Linked DNA regions of Callithrix jacchus: region 1 is linked to region 2. A link is a contact called in public Hi-C data. All regions are on one chromosome and are shown on one strand. The core of a region is the stretch at or near the end of the contact, and the rest is flanking DNA. Distances in the headings are between cores, read along the strand shown.

The links. Hi-C and Micro-C count contacts between places; a contact is called where the count stands out from the background.
Region 1: a contact with region 2 is called in a Hi-C map of skeletal muscle, with 4 times the contacts expected there. The contact joins two enhancer-like sites. A contact is called at or near these places in 2 of 3 Hi-C or Micro-C datasets (both in skeletal muscle).

What each region holds. Positions count from the first base shown.
Region 1 is chr2:166,886,608-166,891,899 of calJac240_pri, forward strand. No RefSeq gene overlaps it. Among named protein-coding and RNA genes, the nearest start is that of LIFR, 100 kb to the right of the region's middle. Within about 2 kb of position 3,309, at least 2 of the 16 cell types and tissues checked have an H3K27ac peak or open chromatin away from gene starts, as enhancers often do. A contact at or near this core is called in skeletal muscle, where this site is marked.
Region 2 is chr2:166,749,143-166,754,677 of calJac240_pri, forward strand. No RefSeq gene overlaps it. Among named protein-coding and RNA genes, the nearest start is that of OSMR, 41 kb to the left of the region's middle. Within about 2 kb of position 2,964, at least 1 of the 16 cell types and tissues checked has an H3K27ac peak or open chromatin away from gene starts, as enhancers often do. A contact at or near this core is called in skeletal muscle, where this site is marked.

The sequences.
Region 1 (5,292 bases), core at 2,059-4,558, 140 kb after region 2:
TGGAGAGACGCACGTTAGGATCACAGTATCATAAAGATGCTCCCTCCATCCCTCCCTCCCTCCCTCCTTCCCTCCCTCCTTCCTTCCTTCCTTCCTTCCTTCCTTCCTTCCTTCCTTCCTCCCTCCCTCCCTCCCTCCCTCCTTCCTTCCTTCCCTTTCTTTCTTCCTTCCCTCCCTCCCTCTCTCCTCTTTCTTTTTCTTTCTTTCTTCCTTCTTTCCTCCTTCCTTCCTTTCCTTCCTTCCCTCCCTTCCTTTCTTCCTCCCTCTCTCCTTTCTTTCTTTCTTCCCTTCTTCCTTCCCTCTGTCCCTCCCTCCCCTTCCTTCTTTCCTTCCCTCCCTCCCTCTCTCCCTTCCTTCTTTCTTTCTTCCCTCCTTCCTTCCTTCCTTCCCTCCCTCCCACCTCCCTTCCTTCCTTCCTCTCTCCCTCCTTCCCTCCTTCCTTCCTTCCTTCCCTCCCTCCCTCCTTTCTTGCTTCCTTCCCTCCCTCCCTCTCTCCCTTCCTTCTTTCTTTCTTTCCTCCTTCCTTTCCTTCCTTCCCTCCCCTCCTTCCTTCCTTTCTTCCTCCCTCCCTCCGTTTTTTCTTTCTTTCTTCCTTTCTTTCTTCCCTCCTTCCCTCCCCCCTCCCTTCTTTCTTTCTTCTTTCCTTTTTTCTTCCTTCCCTCCCTTCCTTCCTTTCTTCCTCCCTCCCTCCCTCCTTTCTTCCTTCCTTCCCTCCCTCCCTCTCTTCCTCCCTTCTTTCTTTCTTTCCTCCTTTCTTCCCTCCCTCCCTCCCTTCATTCCTTCCTTCCTCCCTTCCTCCCTCCCTCCCCTCCTTCCTTCCTCCCTCCCTTCCTCCCTTCTTTCTTTCTTCCTTTCTTTCTTCCCTCCTTCCTTCCTTTTCCCTCCCTCCCTCCCTCCCTCCCTCCCTCCCTCCCTCTTTTCCTTCCTTCTATCCTTCCTTCCTTCCTTCCCTTTCTTTTCAAAGTTTTGCCCTTGATGCCCAGGCTGGAGTGCAATCACACCATATCAGCCCACTGCAACCTCTGCCTCCTGGGTTCAAGCAATTCTCCTGTCTCAGCCTCGAGAGTAGCTGGAACTACAGGCATGTGCCACCATGCCCAGCTAATTTTGTATTTTTAGTGGAGATGGGGTTTTGCCATGTTGGTCAGGCTGGTCTCAAACTCCTGACCTCAGGTGATCCACCCACCTCAGACTCCCAAAGTGTTGAGATTACAGGCATGAGCTACTGAACCTGGCCCAAAGACGCATTTTTCTAGACAGTATCTGGTCTCTGTACACCAGTTACCAGTACAGGGAATGTGTGAACACAGCCAAGAATCTGCACTGAAATTCAGAAGACTTTTAATCCAGTATTGGTAGTGCATATTTCTGACTCAAGTCTCAACAGAAAACAGAGTTCACTCAAGATGGTAACCAAAGAACATTCAAGAAGAGACTATTTGTGAAGAAATAAATAGGATCAGAAGGGACTCTGAGGCACCAGGAGACTGACGACAGTGGGTAGCCATTACCACCCCTAGGTTTGAAGGGGCAGGAAGAGATCTGGCAGTTGCCCGAACCGTCGGAGCTGTGATGTGAGAGAGGAGCCCTTTGATGGGAATTTGCCCATCAGTAGAGGAACAGGACCACCACACCCTGGCAAAGAGAGGAGTCCAAAACACTCTGACATCGCTTTCCCACTTTCTGACTGCTTACTAGTGACTCCCTTTGGCTGAACCAACAGAATTCCATTGACATGACCCACACAGGGAGTCTCCTGCAGCTCAGGCAGAGCTAAAAAGGTGGAAATACATTTGGAGGGCAAATCGAAATAACCTGTGTGGCAAGCCTGTGAGTCCAGGGAAAGGCACAAATGCAGTTTCACTTGTTTGTTTGTTTTGCCTTGGTTTGTCCTGGGTTGGAAGGGCTATGTGACTAATCCACACTTACTGGTAGGAAAAAGTTATCTACTACGTACTTTTATTGGATCGATGGCAATCGAAGGGTCCAGTTCAATTCTCTAAGCAGCTGAATTCTCTTAACTACCTGGGAGGATATGTCACATTTTTAAGCCATACAAAGATCTTCAAGGCTCTGCATTCCAGACAGTATTCTTTGTTGGGATTTTCGGAAGCCCAATGAGTGACACTCCTGTTCCTTTCAATCTCTCTATATTAGGAGATTGAAAAATCAAGTCATCGAAAAATCAGGTTGAAAAATCAGCTACCCCTTTCCATACTCTACCTTGGCCTTAAAAGAAAGAAAAAAAAGTGAAAAAGAAAAATCAGCTCCCCATGACTCCGAACGCTTGGCATTCTAGAAATCTTTAATCTTTATATTGAGACACCTAAGAAGTTATTAATGTAAGTATAATTCACAATGCCTTTTGCATTGCATTCCATTCCATAGCACTTGAAAGTACAAAATAACATTGTTATAATTAACCCATGTTTGAAAGACAGATTTTATTACCCCACCTTCCCTTATGTAAGAAAAACGATTGGGGAAGAATAACATGGAGTATTTAATATTTAAGCTGATATTAGACAGCAAGGTTTAGCAGGAAGGCCAAACGAGCTTACTAAAACTGTGCTGCAGAATCAAATGTATCCAATCAGTCACCGGCAAAGTAGGAAAACTGCAGGTTTTGCCCACAGGGGCAAGGTCTTTACGGCTAACCTCTTGAGCAGATGAAAATCCATGCTTTTTGCAAGTGGGATCTCAGATCCCTAAAGAGAGACAGGAGCGGAGGCACCATGCTCAGTTCCTTACCTCATTCAGGGGTTAGATCTGTCCTTGTTCCTTGGTGGAAGAGTGAGTTACCTGCCAACAACATGTAAGGAAATATGAAAACAGACAAAGCAGATAGTCTCCTGGTCCATCCACCCATTATTCCCTTTCTGATAGTAACCTCCAGGGGTGTTCTTCTATGGGAAAAGGTGGTCCACTTGTCCCCTAGGCTTTTAAGAAATGTATCAGTGCCCATGTCTGACTTCCCAAAACCCTGGCTTGAGCTGTTGACACTGATTGTACAACTTCTCGGAGGAACCAGTTCCTTGTTTTCCTCCCCATGGATTCTCTGTGCCCCCAAACTGTAGGGTAGACAGCAGGAGACCAGCCTCCACCTCCGCTTCTGTCCTCCAGGTGGCAGGAGCACCATCTGGACTGTTTGACACCCTCAGACCAAGCCTCAGACTAAGCCAAAGATAACAGTGTGTTCACACACAGGAACATGCTGTGCTTCTCCGGATTCCCAGGAAAGCAAATCCCACTGTAGGTCAATAGTGATACACGGTGTATAACTCAACTTTGGGTAGGAAGAACAAATATTAGGCCTCAGAACTTCCTTTTGTCAAAGACTCACGAGCCTTCTCCTAGGTCCCGTCTGATCCTTTATTAACTGGGTTCTTTCAAGCCCTGTGTATTCAGTGTCACAAATTCTTGAGCAGCCGAACTCATGTACCTAGGCTAGAAAGCTGCTATAGTTGCTCTGGAGAGAGCAGCCAGGAGTAGCACATACCCTCCTGCCCAGGCCCCACTGACTCTCGGCTCCAGGCCACCTCTCCTACCCCAGAAATTCATCCAAATACAATGCAACAGAAGCTACCTTCTCACTCTGGTGGTCAGAAACTAGAGCCATGCATACAACTGCCTACTTGATATTTCTTCTCGGATGTCCTGAAGGAACCTGTCCCACCTCTACCCCAAGCCTGGTCCTTCTGCAGTGTTCCTTTTCCATTGCCAGTGAAGACATTCCTACCCAGCCAGATGTGAAAGGCAGAAACCTAGAAGTCAGACCTACCTCAACCCACATCGAAGTCATGGCCAAGTCATTTCTATTGAGTCCGAATTCTCTCTTGAGTCCCTCCAGTCCCCTCCCTCTCCTCCTCTACTCCCGTGGTCTGCGCCATGGGGCGAGTCATCTCTTGCCTTACCAATTCTGCTTGCATTCGGTCTCATCCTGCCTCCAATTCAGCGCCACTCTGCAGCTACATTTTTTTTTCTGGAATGCAAATCTCATCATCTCACTTCTCTACTTTAATGACCTTCCATAGCCTCGTATTGCTCCTGGGAGAAAAATGAAGACCTAAAATGATCTACTAGAACTCATCCAGCCCTTCATGCATCTGCACCTCTTTTTGAGCCGCACTTCTATGGGCTTCCCACCCTTAGTATTCTTGTCCCCCAGGTACTGCTTTTTCTCCCACCAAAGGGCCAGTGCATGTGCACTTTCTCTGTGGTGCTCCCCCCTGTGGAGGTTGAAGGCTTTAGTTCTCAGCTAGCGGGACTTCCTCAGGGGTCCCTTTCTGACTTTCAGGACTAGACAAAGCCTCCCCTATAACATGTTTCCACGACAACCATAGGCATCCCCCCTTCAGAGCACCTGCCGTAGTTGTCATTTGTTGTCACTCAGGTGGATTATTTACTAATGTTTATCTCCCAACTAAAAATGTATCCCCGTATGGGCAAGAATGACCTCTATTTTTGCTCGAAATGAATTGTATTTGCAGAACCTGGCATGAAGATTGCTAGGGTTTGTGTAAACATTTGTTGAGTGAATAGCAAGGTTTTCCTCAAAGAGGCACAGAGCAGGAATATCCCTGTGGTGTTACTTCCACTCAGGATATTCCATCTCCAGCTCGACCTGGCTCCCTGGTTTGGCCAGCATCTAGCTCGTGTTCTTCCACTCTGTGCCCACCCTGAAGGGCAAAACCACTAGGGTGGGCTCCAGGGACAAAGGGCCAACATGAAAGCTGTTTCACTAAGACCACGCCAAGCTCCCAGGGTCACCTCATGAATTTAAGTATTGTCACCACTATAGAAAGTTCCTGCCACCAAACTGCCAATGCTGCTTCTGTGTGGGTAATTAGGCTGTGCCAACCAGAGTCCTGCTGGTCTCTTTCTGCTTTAGGCAGAAGGCAGATCTCAGCTGTGTAATAGGTATCAGAAACTCTTAGCTCCCTCTCACTCTGTCCTTCTCTCCTTTTCCTCCTCTCTTTCTCCTGTTTAATTCCTTAACTGACCACACTGCTTAAACATGTTTCCTGCCCAGGGAAAATACAAGCCAAACCCTCTGCATACAAACCAGCTGTGAATAACCAGGTCAACATGACAGAGTGGTCCCAGTACATACCCATAGAAGTGAGGGAATTTTTGCCTGGCACAGTGGCTCATGTCTGTAATCCCAGCACTTTGGGAGGCTGAGGCAGGTGGATCACCTGAGGTTGGGAGTTCAAGACCAGCCTGATCAACATGGAGAAACCTTGTCTCTACTCAAAATGCAAAATTAGCCAGGCATGGTGGGCATACCTG
Region 2 (5,535 bases), core at 1,714-4,213:
AACTTAATCACTGGTTTATCAGGAGATAACTGCACTGTAAGTCAATGAGCATCTGTATCCTCCCATAGCCCTTCCTCTACTTCTTCTGCTAAGATAAAGCCCACCACTGCATAGAAAAATAATCAAGTTCTACACCATTTGGTCCTTTCTAGTGTCTTGAAATGTCAGTTATCATCTGTAGCCAGCGGTCTTTCTCCTCAGCCTGTGTTTGCTACGCTGGCCTCTGAGACCACTGGCTGGGAGAGGGGGTGGTATACATATAGGACTCAGCTTTGATCAGTGGGAAAGAATAAAGGGGCTTCTACTCTGACTTGTGACTAGTTCTGTCTCTGAATCTCCAAATTTAAAGTCACCTTGTCATAACAAAGATTAGTTTCCTTCTAAATATACCCATTTGGTTTGCATGAAAAACTCATATTCCTTCTATTTGCATACATTTGGCTCTATTTCATGCAAACTAGGGCTGTAAACCCTCTAATAGTATTAAACCCTGTTTTTAGTGCTGTAAACTCTTTGGAAGGGACCCAGCTTCTCCCTGCCCTGGGTTACATTGTCGTATTGTTTTACCTTCACTGATAATGAAGGGTTTCCACCCAAATGACTTTCCCTGTCCTTAGAGTAAGGGTGGGTGATGGAATAAATCCCACTTGCCTTTGCATTCCAAACCCGGGGCAACCTGGGCAAAGATTGAGGACTGGGAAGAGTGGAGGTAGAATAAAAGGGAAACATGTAGAAGGGGCAGCAGAAAGGCATCTGTGACCTGTTGTGGAGGACAGTCTCTCAGGTGGCCTCATGATCTTCGCACCCTGGTATTTGTGCCCTCATCCCTTCCCTTGAGGATAAGTAGGCACTGCGGCTGACTTCTAATCAATAGAATACGGCAAAAGTAATTATATGTGGGTGACCACAATGCATACAATCGTAATTTCTACCTTGTGAGGAGACCCTCTCCTCTGCTGCCTTTGAAGAAGAAAGCTGCAGGATCGTGAGCTGCCCACAGAGAGTATGGTGTGGCAAGGAGCTGAGAGTCTGTCTCTGACCAACAGCCAACAAGAAATGGAAGCCCGCGGTCCTACAACTGCAAAGAATTGAATGCTTCAGCAACCTGAATGAGCTCAGAACTGGGTGCTTTCTCAGTTAAGACTGCCACCCCAACTAACACCTTGATTACAACCTAATGAGATCCTAGGTAGAGGATCCCTGATGCATAGAAACTGTGAGATAATAAATGTGTGTTGTTTTAAGCTAGTAAACTTCCGGTAATATTGCTACATAGCAGTAGATAATTAATATATCCATAATAAGGACTTTGGCCTTAGGGAAAGAAAATGCAAATTTGTTTGATGAAGACTTTTGAGAGCAAAGTAACTGTGCTCTGGAGGACTGGGATGGATACACAGCAGGTATGAACAATGCTTTGTTCTATGCTGTACTAACAAGTGAGAAAAGGCAGAGAAAGGGGATAGCAGTCGATCTCTTAGAGTAGGGGGGATTGAAGCAAAACAGAAGTCAATATTTTATAAAAATGACCAGCATGGGATTTGAATCATGGCTAGAGGAGGTGGAGGCTGTGGTGCTGGTGGTGAGATGTTAGAAAAATTTCTGCCCTGAAATTTGGGGGTGGCAGGTGAGAGATACAAGGATGCTTCACAGGCCAGAGCTTCTGAGATGGGTCCCCGTGTGGTTCCATGGGCTCTGTGTCAGAAGACCAGATCTATTGCACATGAACTGTGTCCTCTTGGCTAATTGACCGCGTCTCTCCAGATTTTATTTCCGCATCTGTAAAGTGGCGTTAATTATAGTACTGGTTAATAGGATTATTGTGTTGGGTCAATGAAGTAACGCATGAAAAGTGTCCAGCCTGGCACATAGTGAAGGCCTAATCAATGAGAGCTTTAAAAAAGTAATGACTGAATGAGGAGTTTAAAAAAAATGTGGACAAGTTGAGGCTTTCCAAGTACTTACAGTATTTGGGGAAAAATTGGGCAAGCTCAATTCAAATCACCTTTTTGAATTGAGATTGCCCATCAAGGTATCAGGCTTGTTCGAGCCAGTGATTTTCTTCCTTAGCTGCATATTAAAATTACCCGGTGTGATTTAGAATGTATTGGTGCTTGGGCCCTACCTCTAGAGATTCTGATTTAATCAGTCTGGGTATGGCTTGGGCAGCAGGACTTTGAAAAATTCCCCCAAGTGATGCTAATGTGCAATCAAGCTTGAGCATCACTGCTTTGGCCCTTTATCTATTTCTTGATGGTGGCCCCTGATTGTTTCATGTGCATCTGTTTTGTTTATCCAGCTAGATCGCAAGTCCTTGTGGGCTCACCTGTGTGTTATCCTCTGTGGGCTGGCAGAGTAAGAGGCATGGGGAGCCAGAAGCCAAAGAGCTTGGGTTCTCATCTCAAAGAGCCTATGTACATCTTACATATATTTTTCTGATGTCTCGTGTCTGTCTAAAAAAAACTGGCTGTGGGGCCCATGGCGAGGGTCATGATCTGATTGAGCATGTCTCATGCACAAGATACTGCTCCAAGTACTTTGCCTGCTTTCACTCATTTATTCCACCAGGCTGATGAACCTGTTCTATTATTAGCCTCAGAGCTAATAATAATACAGAGAAGTTAAGTAACTTGCCCAGGGTCATACCACTGTGCTTCTGACTATGAGTGCAGCAAGCCCGAGCTCCCACCATGACCCACTCCACCCTCCTTGGCCTGCCATGAGGCTGGTCTTAATTCTGTTCATCTCCAATGAGGAGCTAGATTGTCCTTGAGTCCCTCCCAGCTCTAATGTTCCCAGTTCTGCCGCCCCCACCAGCACCTAGCAGAGACATCACATAGTGGGTGGTCTGATGCTGTTCACTTGGGGATTGATTGTTAAACCAAAGAATTGATTTCAGACTACAATGAGCACAACAGAACAAAGAGGGCAGGCAGCTGGAAGCCATGACCTGGGAGGGAGGCTTTGCTTGGAAAGGTGACCAGGTTAAAGGGATGAGGTAAAAGGAACCGTTATGCCTCACTTTGTGCTTTTGGTTCTTGGGTTAGCTGAGTGAATGGGTAGAGGGGTGTGTCAAAGTCAGCCAAAGGCTACTTTCGCTAAGGATGTGGAAAGTTGACTATCCCTGCATAAAATAAGTGCCAGGAATTTGGAGGAATCAAACCCAACAGCCAGAGAAAAGATGAAAAAGCCTCTGGAATGGATGTGACCCAAAGAGTCATAATTCTCCATGACTGGAATTTTCCACAGCCACTGGGTGTTAGGTTGGTGATGTCTGATGTTTGACTTTAAGATGATGGCTACGCTGTTCTGTGTGGTAATAATCATTCACTGGCACTTCAACTATCCATGAAAGTCTGCTGCACACAGTCTTTTGCTAGTGGTGCTTTGAGGGAATGAAGTGATAGGGATGGTAGACTGTTGGTCATGGAGAAAAATAATGAGGAAGACAGATGATGCTTACAGGAGATTGCATGGAGAGCAGAGAGAAAACGTTTAGGGGAAGCAGGAAGCGGTGTCAGTGGAAACATGGGTCCCTCAGGAATCCTCAGATGTGTTGGCTGAACATGAGGCTTAAAGTTAATTGAATATATCAGGCAACAGTAAGATCCTGAAGTCTGAGGCGACTGGGATACCCGGGAGGCCAAGATGTGGGTTATTCAAGGTAAAAGAAGAAACTGAAAGGAAAGGTACAAAATGTGATTTCCTCAGTGAAATGGAGAGTCATAAAAAAGACACTTTTTAATCTGCATGGCTTTTAAGAAAAAGAAAAACGCTGAGGGAATGCCTTCATTCACGCAGGTGTTAGATGACATAGCCCACCTCAGATGTTCCTCAAGTCCTGTATATGCCCTAAAGATCTCCAGTTCTGGTGAAAACTGGAATAATGGGGACTTTTCAGAATCCTACTGTCTGGTCCCACAGCAGGAAAAGAGGCTGATATCTTTAGGTCAGCAGGTTTCCTGTTCATGGGACTTTTAAAAGTTCCTTAGGGCTGGACACAGTGGCTCATGCCTGTAATCTTGGCACTTTGGGAGGCCAAAACGGGAGGATTGCTTGAGGCCAGGAGTTTGACTTGAGACCGGTCTGGGTAACATAGCAAGACCCTATCTCTTAAAAAAAAAAAAAATTGGCTGGGTATGGTGGCATGGGACTGTAGTCCTAGCTACTGGGAAGGCCGAGGTAGAAGGATCTCTTAAACTCAGGAATTTGAGGCTGAGGTGAGCTAAGATGGTGCCACTGCACTCCAGCCTGAGTGAGAGTGAGACACTGTCTCAACAAGAAGAAATAAAAGCTTCTCAGGAAATTTACTGTGCAGCCAAGGTTGGAACACACTGCCCAGAGTGCAATGCAATGAACACACACCTTGGGACAGGAGGGGTCTGGCAATTCTACAGAAAGGCTTGAGAAAGAAAAATAAATCTCAGGACCCCAAAATCACTAAGCCAAAAGGAAAAGCCAAGCTGGGAACTGCTTAGGGCAAAGCTGCCTCCCATTTTATTTCTCAAACAGATAGCTACTAAGATAAAAAACTTACACACCTCTCTCACTTTGCCCACAAGGAAATTAAACTCAAATTTATTCCTCTGTGACAAATGCCGTCTCAGACAAATATCTCACCTGAGACAAATGCATATATGATTGCTTCCTTTGCCCTATTGTTTAATGCAACCATTTATCTTCTATCTACCTATGACCTGGACCCTTCCCACTTCGAGGTATCCCGTCTTTCTGGACCAAGTCAATATACATCTTACATATATGTTTTAATGGCTTGTGTCTCTCTATAAAACCCAGATACGCCCTGACCACCTCTGGCACATGTCATCAGGACCTCCCGAGGCAGTGTCATGGACGTGCCCTTAACCTTAGCAAAATTAACTTCTTAAATTGATTGAGGCTTGTCTCAGTTACTTTTGGTTGACAGGCTTTAAGCCTCAACATTTTCACATTTCTTAGTTTTAAACTTACTCATTGGTCACACTGTATTAGGTGAGTATAAGAAAGTTAATGATAGGAACATTAATATTAGTTATAATATTCATACTGATACGGGAGGGCTGGGAAGGGAAGAGTGTGGTTCCTTTAAATGATTCAGAATCGGGGAAGGGAAGCGCTGGGTAGAGAAGGGCGTGGTCCCTGGCTAGAGCTCCACCCACACGGACCTGGGTGAGGACAGGTACTCTTCCCTTCCTGCCCAAATGTCGTATTTTCCAGGATCACCCTGGCCCACAACACTCCCATCCTGTGCCTATAAAACCCCACAGACCCTACCAGGCAGACACACGTGTCCAGACATTGAGAGGAACACATAAGCGGAAGAAGACACAAGCGGTGGCCTGCAAGAGGACATCCAGGGGAGCATGCCGGCGGCAGCGCGCATCCACAGATGCCGGCGTCCGGACAGGCCATGGTGGAGTTGGAGGAGAGTCCAGGCCACCGCAGCCGACTCCAGGGGAAAACCATCTCCCCTTTGACTAGAAGCCTAGCTGGGGAGGAGAATGAGCCCTCATCTGCTGAGGGCTACTTCTACTC